Linked DNA regions of Anser cygnoides: region 1 is linked to region 2. Evidence: chromatin contacts called from public Hi-C data. All regions are on one chromosome and are shown on one strand. Each heading gives the region's core, a stretch centred on a gene start, on an enhancer-like site or on the middle of the called end of the contact. The rest is flanking DNA. Distances are from core to core; before and after follow the strand shown. Region 1 overlaps ABI1 (abl interactor 1). Region 2 holds the start of ACBD5 (acyl-CoA binding domain containing 5).

Region 1 (7,613 bases), core at 1,087-3,586, 33 kb before region 2:
CAGTAAATCTATACCTGAAGATAAGCAACATGCTAAAACTCAATGATCTTCTACAAGAGAGCTTCCAAGACCACCTTTTCTTTCACGGTCCTTGCTTTCCAGCCCTCCCTAGCTCCAGGCAGGCCTGGAAGCACACCAGACAGCCCTGAGCAAGCAAGGTTAAGACAACAAGATTTAGCATCAAGGGTCAAATGACAGCATTGCCTCACCATGTTCAGGTAGCACAGATTGTATGTCAACATCGCTCTGAACTCATACACCAGGGTAGCCTCAACAGCTGTTTGAGGGATAGCTGCATGCAGAACACAGCACCTGCAGAAGCATTAGGTAGATGCAAGGTGGCTCAAAGCTATGCTCTGCCCTGCTCAACTCCAGGAAGAATCCCAGCATGCCAAAACAGAGCCAGGAGTCAGCCAGGCCTTCAAATACTGGCTGTGAAAAATGCCCCTACTTCAGGAAGAGCTGGCATGTTGCAGAAAGTCGCTGAAAAACAGCCTCCGTAACTGTAAAGTCTGGGCAGCTGCTGCTAAGGCAGCCTACAGCCATCACGGTATTTTTGAAACAAAGAAGAAAGCAATGACCATTACAGGGTCAAGTTCTCTTCGCATACTTTGTAGTACTACATGCTCATTTAGGTCTTTTTCAGTCTGAGAAGATATTAAAAATAGCAGGCATCTCTCTAACCATGGTCAACATTCAGCTGTGCTTGTGGCCTACAGATGTTTTTGTGTTTAAGTTCAGACACCTCCTTTCTCCTCCCGAGACACTTCTACATCTCTTCTCTCTCAGAGAGATTAGGAGCATGCCCAAAACCAAGAGATTCAACACATTTTGGGGGTTGGAAAGAAATCTGAAAGCGGTAACAATGACTCTCAGATCTAAGGGGCTCTTTACTGAAGAGATACCTCTTGGTTATGGCACTACAGAAGCGAGTCCACATAGCACAGAGCTGCTGCTTATCACTTAGCATTTTGAGAAATCGGTATACTCTCTCCAGCAGGAAGCCATCCGAGGGCTTGCACATCTCAGCACTGATACAACATCCTTAGACCACAAACCAGCGGATCCTCCCAGTTTTGCAGTAGCTTGCTTCCCAGCATAACACATACACTCATAGCATGCAGTGATCTCAGGGTAATAAAGAAATGGACTGCAATACAAGGACTGATTTTTTAAATTTTTATTTAGCATGCACAACTTACATGCGCAAGGGGAAATAAAAGAAACACAAACAGCTGTTAATATTCCTTAGGCTTCTGTGCAGCCTGGGCCTGACTGTACACTTTTTATCTGACAGCACTTGTAAGCACGTTACATCCAGCCTCTATTTGAGGAATTATTTCCTATAATACTAAAATTTGAGTCTATGGTTAGCAACAGCATTCCAAAACCTTACACATATAAGCTCATTTGAACACTGGGTTGTTTCAATTGCAGCAAGCAGGAATTTAACTTGTCAAAAAAAACACAACAGAACAAAACAGATGGCTCAGGAGAATAGAGAGGAGGAGAGGGAGAGGAATGGAGAGTCAGTTGTATACCACTATTTCTTTCCCAAGAACAAAGTGAATAGGCCAGCACGTAACTACAAAATAAAAGTGAACGTGGTAATCTTCACATTCAGCAACATATAAAAATTAGAAAAAACAACAAAAAGAGCTTAGAAAGTAAGCTCTTCAATAGGAAATAAAATATCAACATCAGGCGAGGTGTGTGTGTGTGTGTATATATATATATATACACACACACACGCATATGGGAGGGTTTTTGTTTCAAGTCCAAATTGGAAAGAACAGTGCCGTGGTGCTAGTTAACACAGGAGTACTCAAGAAAGGAAGTTTTCCTACAGATACAGCTGCAATGCCTCTGGCAGATGCAACTATAGCACAGTTTTTGAATCCATGCTGAAGTCATAGAGGCTTCACACTATTTTTTTTTAAGACAACGCCTTCACACACGATGCGGAGGGCAGCTGCTTGAGGCTGCTGCAGAAGGTGCAGACGGCCAGACAGACAGCAGAGCTCGCACTTCCACGCAGCCAGATGCAGGAGAAGCGTCCCATCCCCACGGCTCCCAGTCCCCCCACAGCAGTATCACAACCCCAGGACCGTTTTGTTTCACGGCCTGTGGTAGGCAGAGCCACGAGGCCTTCTCACTACTACCTAGCCTGTGATCAGCTTGACGGATGAGCAGCCTCGTTACCAGCGCCAAGGAGCTGTGTAGCGAGCAGCAGTCCTTCCACAAGAGGAACATCGGCCACAGCCACCCTGCCGTGACCTGAGGAGGAAGCACTCCAAGCAAGTTCTGTGCCTCTCAGATCTGCTGGCAAGGCTTAGCAGGGATCTTATCTCCTGGCAGCTAGCTATGATCTGAGCAAACGCAAGCAAGGCCAGGGCTGAGACAATTACATTTCGTAAGCCCTGTTTGAAACTGGTTAATTTAAAACAGTAAGCAGCAAAAAAAAAGTTGTGCGCTATAAACACGCACTCAAGTTTACCTAAGAATTTACAGTATTTACATGCAAATAAAATGCTGCATAAGTAGGGGGATAGAAGAAGAAAGACTTTTATAAAACTACAGCTTAAACACAGAAGATAAGTCCAAACCAAAGCTAAGATACACCTACAGCAAAGCTGGAGACTGCTCCTTTTACCACCTCCCCTCCCAACCTAAGAGCCGGTTAGCTCTTAGAAGAAAAACTGCTTTTCAGCTTCCCACCTTGTCAATCTCGAAAGGAAACTGAAAAACACTTTTCTGTTCAACAACCAGAAAGCATGTTTTCCTAACCACAATAGGAGAATTTTCTTATCAATCTGAACTGCCACATTTTTGCACCCATTACACTTAATGGTGCATTTTTCTTAACTTTCGCAGCAGTTAGTTTGCATTTAGTCATTTTCTGAGGAGGCAAGAAGCTAAATGAGTATCTCCTGCTCATTATTTATGCCCTCTATTTGCATAACTCCTTCGTAACTGCTCCATTAAACACCTCTTCCCCTCCAAGGCCGACTTTAAAAAGCCTCCTGCTTCCTGAGACTGCCGAGCGTGACTCACGGCCTTCCCCACACGCAGTCCCCCGGGCCTAGCGGGATGTCGTACAGCCACCACGTACCTGCTTCAGTTCACGCTCCCCCACTCCCACCGGTGGGGAAGTAACCCCTTAAAGTCATCCAGATTAAAAGCAAAGCTACCTTTCTAGCTGTCTGAGGTAGGCAGCAAGCAACTAGTAGGGCTATTTGCTTTTAATGCTGTCTGCCATGTCGCAGCTCGCAAGATGGAGCGGCTGAGCAGGGGCCCACACCAGAGGGTTACATGTGCTCCTCTATTCCTCCTGTGCCTTATTCCTGTCAGAAACTTGCAGAGCTGCTCAAGCCCCTTCCAACCATTCCTATTTTTTATTTATTATTCACCACAGATTGTTCTTTATCAACTCTTAAGCCTTCTCCACAACGTGCTCGAGCTTCCCCGCCTTCCCCATTCAGGACCAAAACCAGCAACTTTTCTCTCCCCGGCAGAGGAGCAGCAACTGGTTTACTTGGCTCAGCGCTCCCCAGTTATCGAGCCTCTCTCTCAGTCGCAACAGATACCTCTCTCAGTCTCTGAGCAGTCAATATTCACCGCGTCGTATTGACAGGAGCCGATTCTACAGGTCTTGTTCATGGGCAGGAGGTTTCCAAGAGGGACCGTGCGCCAGAAAGCTTTCCATTGATTGCTATTCTTCTCCAGCAGTTTAAAAGACAGACTGCCAAAGAGGAATGTAATACACGTCTAGAAATGACACAGCCACTTTTCAAACAACACAAGACTTCTCACCAAGTAAGAGGCATTGTACGAGCCCAAGCTTCAATTACAGCTATGGCAACAACAGTTTTCCCCAACACTCGAAGCGAAAGACGTCTTAAGAATTAGATAGGAAAAAAAAATCTGTTGCCATTTAAAACAGCATGTTCTTGCAATGCTCCCAGACAAGTCTCAGGACTACTGCAGCAACCAGATCATTTCAGTGCTGCGAGAACATACGGTATGCTGCAGCAGGAAACACACCCACGGTATTTCAGAGAGCCCTTCCAGAGCCAAGCACTTCCAAACCAGACACACATTTTTATCTAATGCAGCTGAAGCCAGGAGTTTGCATCACAGAAACAATAGCTCCTCCCAGAGATTTAGAAATCCTGCAAGTCAGCCAGAAAAATCAAAAGCCGATTTCCAGCCAGGTCTCCAAGGATCTTGCCAACGTAAGTGCATTGATCCATCATACCTCTATTTGTTAGTCTGATACTCCCTGGACCTTGGTTGAAGCATCATCCAAGCCACTCGCCACAAGGACTCACGGGGGAACCCTGAAGGCTGTAATCCTTTTTATAAAAACCCTTCAGGATTAGGTCCAACCCCGCTTTATCAATACAAACCTACTAATGTGTGCTAAAAGAATACCACCCCCGACATCACCAGCTTTCCCTCGGTGTTACAGGATCCAAAGCCTCCAACCAGAAAGGTTTTAGTCCTCTCTACCCTTCGGTCTCACAATAACAAAGGGACCAGCTTCCTAAACAAGACAGATTTCTTACAAATGAAAGGCCTGGCTGTATATATTTGAGAGGCCCCCTAAGAGGTTTCCTAGTAAGACAGAATCACATTAAGTCTCAGTGCTCACAGCATCTCCTGAGCTGCCTTCTGTTTCTCTGTACCCTACTCATCCTCACATCCCCAGGTGGCTACAGACCACTTCAGAGCCAAAGCTTTAGTCCAAACTTCATGCCAATAATCTAAAAGAGAAGCGTATATAAACGCCTTCAGTAACTGCAGTTTTAGGAGATGAGCTACTATTCAATCCCATGCTGCTGGAAGCTGTCTGAAAGGCATCATGAAAAATAGCTGCATAATTTAAACTGTAACAGTAAAATATGCAACTAAATAATAGAAAGATTAATTACAAGAAACAGGCAAGGGAGAAGAGGTTTTCAGATGAGATCTGAAATGAGACTGAAAGTCAATGAGGTAGAGAGCAAGCGCGAGAGAAACCGTCTGTTTCAGAGGCAGAAGCTGTGATGAGAGCACTTGGCATTAATGGCAGCGAAACAGAAAGTCCACAGCGTTTGGCAGCAGGAGAAGAGTCAGACAACAGATCTAGGAAACCGCCTGCAGCAAACAGACAACAGACTTTAACAGGGAGAGAAAAATCAGCAAATTCACACTCAGATCAGAGCCTAGCAGAAGCACCTGGAAAGAAAGAAATGTTGTCACTGGTAACTTTTAGCAATGCAATAGTGACTAACACTACTTGCTGCAGGGACGTGAGAAGACAAGCCATGGCATGGCAATCTGCAACTATGTCGACATTATTGCAGTAGTCTGATGCAACTGCCTGGACAACTTGTCCTCTTGTCTCAGAGGTTCTCTTATCTGAGGCGCCAGAAATCATGGAGTTGTTGCATTGGGACCACAGTTCAAGTACTCATTTACAGCACACCTGCTACAATAAAGTCAAGCAAGATGCTCAACTGACAATGATTGCCACAGGACAAATACTGGTTGGCAGATTTGCTGACCCCCCCCCCCCAGTACAAGGAGATCAGACAATGAAAGTGAAGATATGCATCTTATGACAGATTAGCTGGAGAGAAGAAAAAACACACTTGCCTGATAAAGTATAGCTTAGAAAAAGCATTATCTTGTGAAGTACTGGCATAAAAGTAGCCAGAAGAGTTGACACAACAGGTTTTTTCCCAAGGAAATCAAAGAATTGTTACAATTCTAGTAAACAAGCTATTTTTCCTTGGAACTATTTATAACCTTAAGACTACCCCATAAGAACGTTTCATTCAACTCTAGAGATATCAAATCAGCATCTGCATTAGTAAGCCTCTTCTATCCAAGTACCAAGAAACCTTCCTGCTTTCTTAAGAAAAGTCCTAGCAGCACCACGTTTTACTCCTGTCTGTCTCAGAGGTTACAATAAAATTAGGAAAGCAATTCCAAGTCTCTTCTCCACGAGTTCTTTAACTGCTCATCACCACGCTGCCAAAACCTCCTTGCGCACGAAGCAGCATGCCTGCTCTTAACCTTCTGCTGTACGAGGAGAACGCGTAGTTGGTGGCTTGAGGCTTTTTGGAGAAGGAGGAAGGAAGAGGGAGGGAAGACAGTGTCACAAATATATCTGCTATTTTAACGTAAGACCTAGTGAAGGCAAGTAATCCGCATGCAAAAACAAAGCGTAAGGTAAGCAACAGCCCTGCTCGGGGCAACAGTTGTGCCCTAGCCCCCAGAAGAGACCACCTTTACTCTTCTTTTAGCATATTCCACTGTGTCAGAAGATGCAACAAGGCACACATCTCCTGCAGCAGCTGTGATGTGACTTTATCAGAGGAGAAGGCCAAACCAGCAGAACTTTTAATTTTCAGATCCTTTTTCAGTTTGCCAGACCCAGCGGTTACTAATGGAAAACATTTTATCTGGAATCTCAGAAAAAAATGTTATTAAAAATAAAGTCACCGTGTAAATGGTCAATCTTTTTCAGAGTAAAACTAATCTGTTTTGTGAGCTTAACTGACAGGTTGGATAGCAATTTCATCTCACGTTAACACAGAGTGCTGAATCGTACAAGTTATATCTCAAAATGTTGCCCTCGCATTTCTTAGTTGAAATTCTCTTGTAGGAGGTCCCCCCCCCTTTATAAAACATCTGCATCTGAATAACAAATCCACTCTCTGCAAGGAAGCCTTCTTACATGGCTGCTGTTACCAGCATTAAGGGCTTGCATAAGCAATGAGTAACAGCATTTGCATAGCATCAAGCAGAGGTGGCACTTACATTCTTATTAACCCTCGGAAAAAAAATGCATTCCCTCTAACACCAGGAAGAGAAGCTTTGACTTTCAGCAATAAATGGATTCCTTGAAGAACCCACCTGGCAGAAGCCCTGTATTTTTATTTTGCTACCAGGCACTAAGGAGATGAAATGTTTGAGGCAGAAGGGGGTCTGCCAGGCTGGAGGCAAAGGGGGAAAGGCACCTGCTGATGCCACCTTGCTTACAGGAGCACACCATGACCTATTTCACACAGCACCCTGGTTTTGGCCTCCAAGCGCCCCGTGCAAGTTTTGAGCTGCAAGGGGCTGTTTGTACAACGCATGTGAGACACCACGTCTGTCTGTCTGCAGCTGCTGCCCCGCCGGCGAGGTCAGGAAGAGGGAGGAACCGTGCTGAGGCACCCTATCTACCACTACAAACGCAGCGGTTACTTCCCTTTTCTGCGGGGTGGAGGGAAGGGAGGATCCCTGGGACCGAGCCCACCCGTCTCCGACACCGGTGCTCGGATTTGGCAGGCGAGGGGAATGGAACGGCCTCGCACTAACACCAGTGCTAAAGGGAGCGAGAAGGCTGCACCTCGTAGCCAGCCCACTCGATAATTACAAACAAGCCTGGGCACTGAGTAACTGGGGGCCCACGAGTCATTTCCTACCGGGTAACAACAAATAAAAACCACACCACGGCCCTTCGACTCCCAGTCACTAATTAAGGACCGAGCACAGGCACCGAGAGAGCAAGATACCCTCTTATCCCTCAAGGATGTCTCACTACATCGGCGCTGACGCTGCCTGCACAGCTACCACCC
Region 2 (7,162 bases), core at 3,270-5,769:
CACTTGAATTCAGTCCTCTGTGCCAGTTATATTCCAGGTTTTGTGCAATGGTAAATATGCGTTGTGAAAACATTTCACAAAATCACTTTTCAGACTCGCTAGAAAGAATCATAACCTTCTTTTGCTAGAATTTTAAAAGAACAGGCCTAAATTAGGGGTGTTATTTTTTTTCCGTCCAGATATTGAAAGAAATATCACAAGAGCTGTCTGGCTATAAATATGCCATTGCATAAGCACATTAATATGATATAGTCACAGTATTTTGTTTGCTGTTCCCAAGAGGCAAATTACACAAGGATAGGCTTATAAAACTTTAGCAGCACTAGTTGCAAAGATAAGAAGCACAAATGTCAAAACAGAAATAATATCCCAGACATAGTTGGGTTTTCAGAGTCAAATTCTACTCATTTGCATTATGAAAATGTGTAACCATAAATATCCCCAAATCAACCAAGTAAATCCAAATGTTCATCCCTGTAAATGACAGCACAATTTAAACTCCAGTAACTGTACTTTTTACTGAAGGGAAAAGAATAAGTATTTGTTATGAACCGTTTGGTCCTGCTGTTTATAAGACAACGTAGTTTGTCATTGCGGCAAGATGAAACTTTTTAAAGCTCATTTCATGGCTGGAAAGGGAACAGGATTTTTAAAATGTTCCTTCTAGAATATGCGAAACCTGAACAATTCTGTTATAACAATCTGCTGGTTTTACAAGAATAATACCTTGAGGCAATAAGGAAAACTGAACTTTATTAAAAATTTCATAAAAGAAATGAATCGTAAACTTGAAAAAAGTAGAGAGGCTTAAGATATGATATGAGACCACATTGTACTTCAGACCTGCAATGATGTAAACCTGTAAAAGGTTTCAACTTCATAAGGACTATGTAGTTCAATACAAAGTCAAATGCTGCTAAATGTCTTTGGAAGTGTGATTATATTTTGTTCTCCAAAGGGCGTTTTATGAAACAGATGTGAGCTGATACTTCTGTTACTGCATCCTCTTTTTTGAAACATGAGATGAGGGGAGGCAGGGGGGAAACAAAAACGCAGCTCACAATATTGGTTGCTGAAAGACCCGATACCTGAACGGAACAGCTTGAGGGGGATTTAAAATTGGATATATTACCTTTAACCCCTTTGACAACATGGAGCCTAATCCTTAGGCAAAGCAGCCTAATGGTTAAAAATAATTCCATTATTTAATCCTCAACTGTGAAATGAATTGGTATTTCTATCTGAGTTATTAATGGGTGTATCTGAGCGGCACAAGAAAACTTCCATCCCCAAAGGCATTCTTGCTCATTTCAAGCTAGCCTTTTTCCCAAGGGGCTTTTCCTGAAGAACAGGGATTAGCCTACGTGGGTGGACAAACTTCAACTACTGTTTTTGCCATATTCATGGTACGCAAATAGTTCCCTTTCTCCAGAGCTGTTGATTTTGACACAAATATCCTTCATGATTTCATTAAGAAATCCTGTAGCAAATGTCAACTGATACATTAGCCTTTCTCCTGTGAACAACGTAGAATACTCCTTACGAAAACGTCTGTCTTAGATAACATCTTTCCATTCTTCATAAGCATGTAGATTTAACTTAGAAATTTTAATGCTAATTTAGTTCTTCATAATTATGACTATTAGGTTTTAAATAATTCATTCTCCCTCCCTCCTGGATTACATACCTCAAAAAGTAATCTTTGCTAAAATTACATGCTCTTGGATCTTACAGAACTTGCTTTTAATGAATATGAGACTATGGTCTAGTTTCTTAAGAATCATTTAAAAATATTTCTGTGAAATACACTGCCGTGATTCAGACCCTTGAGGGAGCAATAGGCATAATTGGTTCCAGTTGCTGCTTTTCACTTGCATAATTATACTGACTCCTCTGTCCACCAAGTAAAATGAAGGTGCTCTTCAAGCTGGACTGGGATGTAGCTCGCCACTGGAAGCAACTGCCAGAAAATTAAATCAGACCTGGGATACAAAGAAGAAGAACACAAAGGGGCGGTTCCAGCTTACACATGGCACAGAATGAGGATTGTAAAGGAGCTCAACAGATCAGACTTTGATAGACAGTCCTGTGCTCACTGGACATCACTGGACTCAATAACCATCCCTAATCCATCTGTGAAGAGTAGGTCCAAGGTTACACTCAGGATCACACTTGTCTGCATTTTCCAGACATCCTCTAAGTGTACTCCTTTGGGCACTACAACAGCATGTTTCCATGTAGGATTTTATGTCTCAGCATTGCCAGAAATGCCTCATATTAGCAATTCACATTCTCTCCTTGAACAGTCTGTGAAACACCAGCTGAAGAGAAGGGTGAGGATAGGAAGGTATACAGACATGTCAAGTGTCACACATAACGCTCACTGCCAAACCACGCTGGTAGCAGAGTACTCTGGTTTCTCCTCTCACACCTCAAATGATGGGCATCTCTGGTCAGTCTTTCTATCACAGTTCCCAGCGTTTAGCTTCTCATATACTGGATCAAAAATAAAAAATAATAATTAAAAAAAAAAAGATGGTCATACTTATGACTGTTTTGGAGGCCACTTTTGCAGAGTGACAGAAACACAATCCACTTCAACACATAGATTATAAGTAGATCTTACAAACTTTAGGTCATTCCCAATAAGTACCCAGCAGACAACAGAGGAACATCTTATAATGCTGTTCCCACAATAATGGAGTCTAGATCCTTGGCCCAAGAAAAAGTTCCAGATTTGTTCCTCGCTGTCTGCAAGAGATGAGAGGCTCTCCTTTATTACCTGTATTAACCCTACATGGAAGTCAATACAATGAGAATGCAATATGCATATATAAGGACAGCTAATGGCATGCTGATTAGTATTATGTATGAGCATTTAAATTAACTAGTCGTTTGTGATATATTCTCGCAGGCTCACCAGCGCTTATAATTTGCCTCTCATTTACTATTTCATCCTTGTCTCAGAGCGTGATGGTACTGATTATTTTGGGTTACTTCATTTTCAAGTGCCTCATTCTAGATCTGCAGATCTCACACTCTCACACATCTTCGGTGCAAAGATGGCAGCTTCTGTTTTTGCACACAGCCATTAAATAGGTTGTCATTTGCATCTCTTTTAAAGCTTACTTCCAGTGAAAGACTGGGAACATTCGTTATAAAAATGCAGACTTCATCTCTCTTAAAACAATTAAATGGCAAATGTCATTATAGATTTTCTTAGGTAAATAGAATTTATACACCAGCTGGCCTCACAAGAGGCCATGTATTTATTTATTTATTTATTTTGCAATTAACTCTTTGCATTTTCAAAAAATCCATATTTATACAGGGACCCACTTATCTTCAAACAAACACTTCCCTTTGATCTGAGCTTCTGTCATTCCTACCTTCATGGATATAAAGAAGATGGATCTTAGTATAAAGCTCACAAGGGCTTCAGAAATCTAGCACTTGAAAAATTCAGGGAAATTCATCTGTAACATTCATATGAGTGCTGCGGCGATGTTCATAACATGGGTTTGTCATTTACCCAGTGTGGGGAATCCTATTTGAACACCTCTGGAAGCGTAAGCTTCTCGCCAGTAAAGCTCTCCCGGGCCAGCTGGCTGCTGACCTTGTGGAATGCACTAGCTCAGCAGAGCACAGTCTGATCTGCTGTAATTCCCTCTCTGTGGAGCTTTTCTTTCCCACCAGAGGGCATATACTGTGAGTACACAACTGCCTTAAGAGGAATTTAAAATATATGTTGTGTACCAGATAAATGAACTGACTTGAATGCCAAGATTTTGTACTCAATTCCATCTAAAGGGGCTATTAATTCATCCTGAGGCTCACTGGGTAAATTATTCCACTTGCTACAAAGTAGTTTTAGCATACTTTTGTCTGATTTCATGCGCTGGATGCACAGCACTTCTGAATGAGGCCATTCATTTATTTAGCTACTGAGCGCTGAAATGGCATTCACCCTCATCTCTGAATGCCATGGCAATAGTTATTTCCAGGGTTCTAGGTTTTTAAAATCCCATTCCTAAAATTTTAATGTAAATAGGAGTCATTACTGCTATTAAATAATAACAATAAATATGTGGCTAGAGTGAATTCACACTTAGGTGGATTATGTGGGAGCAGGTGTGGGTGAGAGGGCAGCTGTGAGGAGAGGGGGGACGCAGCAAAGCAGTGCCACGGCGGTGGGGAATCCTGTTTGCAATTCCTATCTTCAGGAATCTCCTGAAGATACTGGGGACGATACTGGGTACTGGGTCAGTGCTGTACAACAGGGGCATGGCACCTTTTGAAATCTTAGTATAATGTAACAAGCAAGGAAGAGAAAGGGTAGGAAGAGAGGATAAAGAAACGAGTGAAAAATAAACCTAATTGAGGTAAAAATAAAGGAGAAAACAGTCTCCTGAGGGGCAGCCCTTCAACTAGGCTAAGACCCAACGCCTCAGGCCCCGGGGCTCCGCCGGAGGCATCCCTCGGAGGCCGCCCGGGCGCTGATCCTCAGCCCCGGCGTGAGGAGGAAGGAAAGGGCCGAGCAGGGAGCGGGGAGGCCGCGGACTACGTTTCCCAGCGAGCCCCCTGGAGGCCTCGGGGCGGTGCGAAGGGAGGGGAAGGCGTAACATGGGCGCCTGAGGCCGGCAGGGAGGTAGGGGTGGGCTGCGGGGCCAGGCTGGGCCGGGCCGCGGGTGGGCTGAGCTGCGCCCAGACCGAGGGGAGCGGGGCAGGGGAGGGCCGGGCCGGGCCGGGCCGGGCCGGGCCGGGCACCCCGTCCCGCTGCCGCCGGGGGGCGGTGGGGTGGCGGCGCAGGGCCCGGAGCCTCCCTGCCCCTCTCCCGTGCTGCAGGCGGCCCGGCGAAGGAGGCTGAGCAGCGGCAGCAGCAGCAGGAGGAGGAGGCAGGCGGTCGGGAACGGGACGGGGAGATGGCGGAGACCGGCTCGGTGCACGCCACCAGGTTCGAGGCGGCCGTGAAGGTGATCCAGAGCCTGCCCAAAAACGGTGAGAGCGGCCTGGGGGCGGCCGGGGCCTCGCTGGCACCGGGGGGGACGGGACGGGGCGCTGGGGGTCAGCAGGAGGTGGCCCTGCTCTTATCGCTCCCCCCCTGCCTGGAGAAACGCGGGTTTGGGGCTCCCGAGCTCGCCCCAAAAGTTCCTCCTGAAGGAGGGGTCCTCAGCTCCCTGCGGGAGGGGCCTTCGCCTGCTTAAATCCTAAAGTTGCTTTGACGGCTTCGGGGTTGTCATCAGTTCCCCCTGTTCAAAGTTAGTGAAGCGGTAGAGTGAAGAACCAGCTCTTATCCTTTCATTAATAATTCTAAAAAAAAAAATAAATCACTAATTGCATCATTACTTATTTCTGTAAAATAAGTATTTCTGTAAAACCGGGTTTGTTGGGGTACCAAGATAAAGGTCACTGTAAGCAGCCCCTAATGACTGGAATCCAACCTCGAAATAATTAACCCAGCGGAGTAGGTGTGAATCTCCTCTGCCAATTATTGCAGCTCTGTGTTTACATTTCCTGTCTCTACAAGTGTTTGCTTCACGAAGGAGAGAAAACAAAACCAGGAGGAACAGTCAAACTGTTATTGAAAGTCCTGTCAAATATCGAAATAAACAACTAAAAAGTGCCTTTTTTTAAATTCTGTAGCCTTTCAGTAAGTTACTGCTTGTAACATCAAAATGGCTTGTGACATACTGTGTTTACTCCAAGCTGAATCTGTCCCTTTAAACTAAGTGAAAGGAGGCTTGCTCTTTGTTACTTATTACTCTTTTGCTAATTGTGGATTCTGACGTTAGCAGTTGTAAAGGTTATAGTCCCTTCAATTTGATCTGAAGCGTGTGCTCTCTGTAAAGTAAATATTGTCAGTGGGGCTGACTCCAGCTAGCTGAAGGTGTTTTTCCCTGACTCCAACTGTACTGCTGTGAATCAGGCTGTAACAAACTGCAGGCTATCTTCAGGCAGAAATACTAACCTTGTGAGATACTTGTTAATAATCTTGACTACGATTTAATTGTATTTTAAAATGCTTTCACTAGGTTCATTCCAGCCAACAAACGAAATGATGCTGAAGTTCTATAGCTTTTATAAGCAGGCAACACAAGGACCCTGTAACATTCCAAGACCTGGATTTTGGGATCCAATTGGTAGATATAAATGGTAACTTTTCATGTTTTTTTTTTTTTTTTATGCTTTGAGTGGAGATGTTTAGAAGAGTGGTTGTTGGAGGAAGATATTAGTGAGTTTATTTCTTTTTCTTAATCTTTGATGCTTCAATTTATTTTCTTCCTTGTGCTCCAACTTTCTAGCTCAGGTGATTTATTTTTTTGGACAGACACTATCATGGTATCTTTGCAGTGTTTATCCCACACCACAGAACAAAACTGTAGGTGCTCTGCAGGGTGTGTGATGTGGAATAGTGTCTGGAATTCTTCCTTAATGCTCACATCATACAAGATAACACAAGAAGTAAATAGGTGCTCATTGAAAGACATGATGAATACAGCTTCAAGCTCTTGAAGAGAGGTCTAGTGTGTGTCTTTCTGGTTTGTCTGCCCGATGGCAGAACTTACCACTGTCAGTATTCTCCTTGTGCTGGGAAGACTTCTGATTTGTGAGACTACTGAGATCTGTTTGAAAACCCATATCAAGACTTTTCTTATTAAGTTTTTATAATCATTTTGTCCTGAAGAGCGAGTATTACTGCTGTCTATATGGTCGGCTGTTTGTAGTTCAAATGTGAGCCACCAGCCTTGGGGTATTGCTGTAAGTGGGACAAATACTCTGGCAAGAGGTAGGGGCAGTGTCAAATCAAGTGCAAGAGTGGGTAAGGGAATGTTTTATTCCAGCCTGTATTTTGACAGATTCTTTCTGCAATGCTAAAAAAAAAAAAAAACTTTCATTGGAGTTTTTTGTCTTGCAAAACTGGAGAGATGGGTATTTTCTAGGTCATGGGTAGCAATGGTGGTAACTGGGGGCAGCAATTAAACTACTTGCCTATTAGACACGTGCATCTTTCCCCTGCTGCTAACCATTTTTCTTGTATCCTGTTATAACTTAGCTGGCACTTTACAAACAGCTGTCACTAAATATTTAGGCCTGCTTTACTTTGTAGTAGAGGGCCTTAAGTCAATCAGAAGGGAAATATGTGTCTTTCATAATGTCTGGG

Evidence for each region. A called contact is a pair of places that touch in the nucleus more often than the background predicts.
Region 1: a contact with region 2 is called in a Hi-C map of liver, with 4 times the contacts expected there. The contact joins the enhancer-like site here to the promoter of ACBD5 in region 2. A contact is called at or near these places in 2 of 7 Hi-C or Micro-C datasets (both in liver).

Annotation. Positions count from the first base shown.
Region 1 is chr2:17,894,399-17,902,011 of Taihu_goose_T2T_genome, reverse strand. The region is part of intron 1 of ABI1 (abl interactor 1); the gene reads right to left. Among named protein-coding and RNA genes, the nearest start is that of ABI1, 11 kb to the right of the region's middle. Within about 2 kb of position 2,336, at least 2 of the 3 cell types and tissues checked have open chromatin away from gene starts, as enhancers often do. A contact at or near this core is called in liver, where this site is marked.
Region 2 is chr2:17,864,240-17,871,401 of Taihu_goose_T2T_genome, reverse strand. It overlaps ACBD5 (acyl-CoA binding domain containing 5), which reads left to right and starts at 4,519. Exons shown (of 14, transcript XM_048048473.2): 1 at 4,519-4,648; 2 at 4,846-4,998; 3 at 6,033-6,153. The coding sequence starts at 4,923.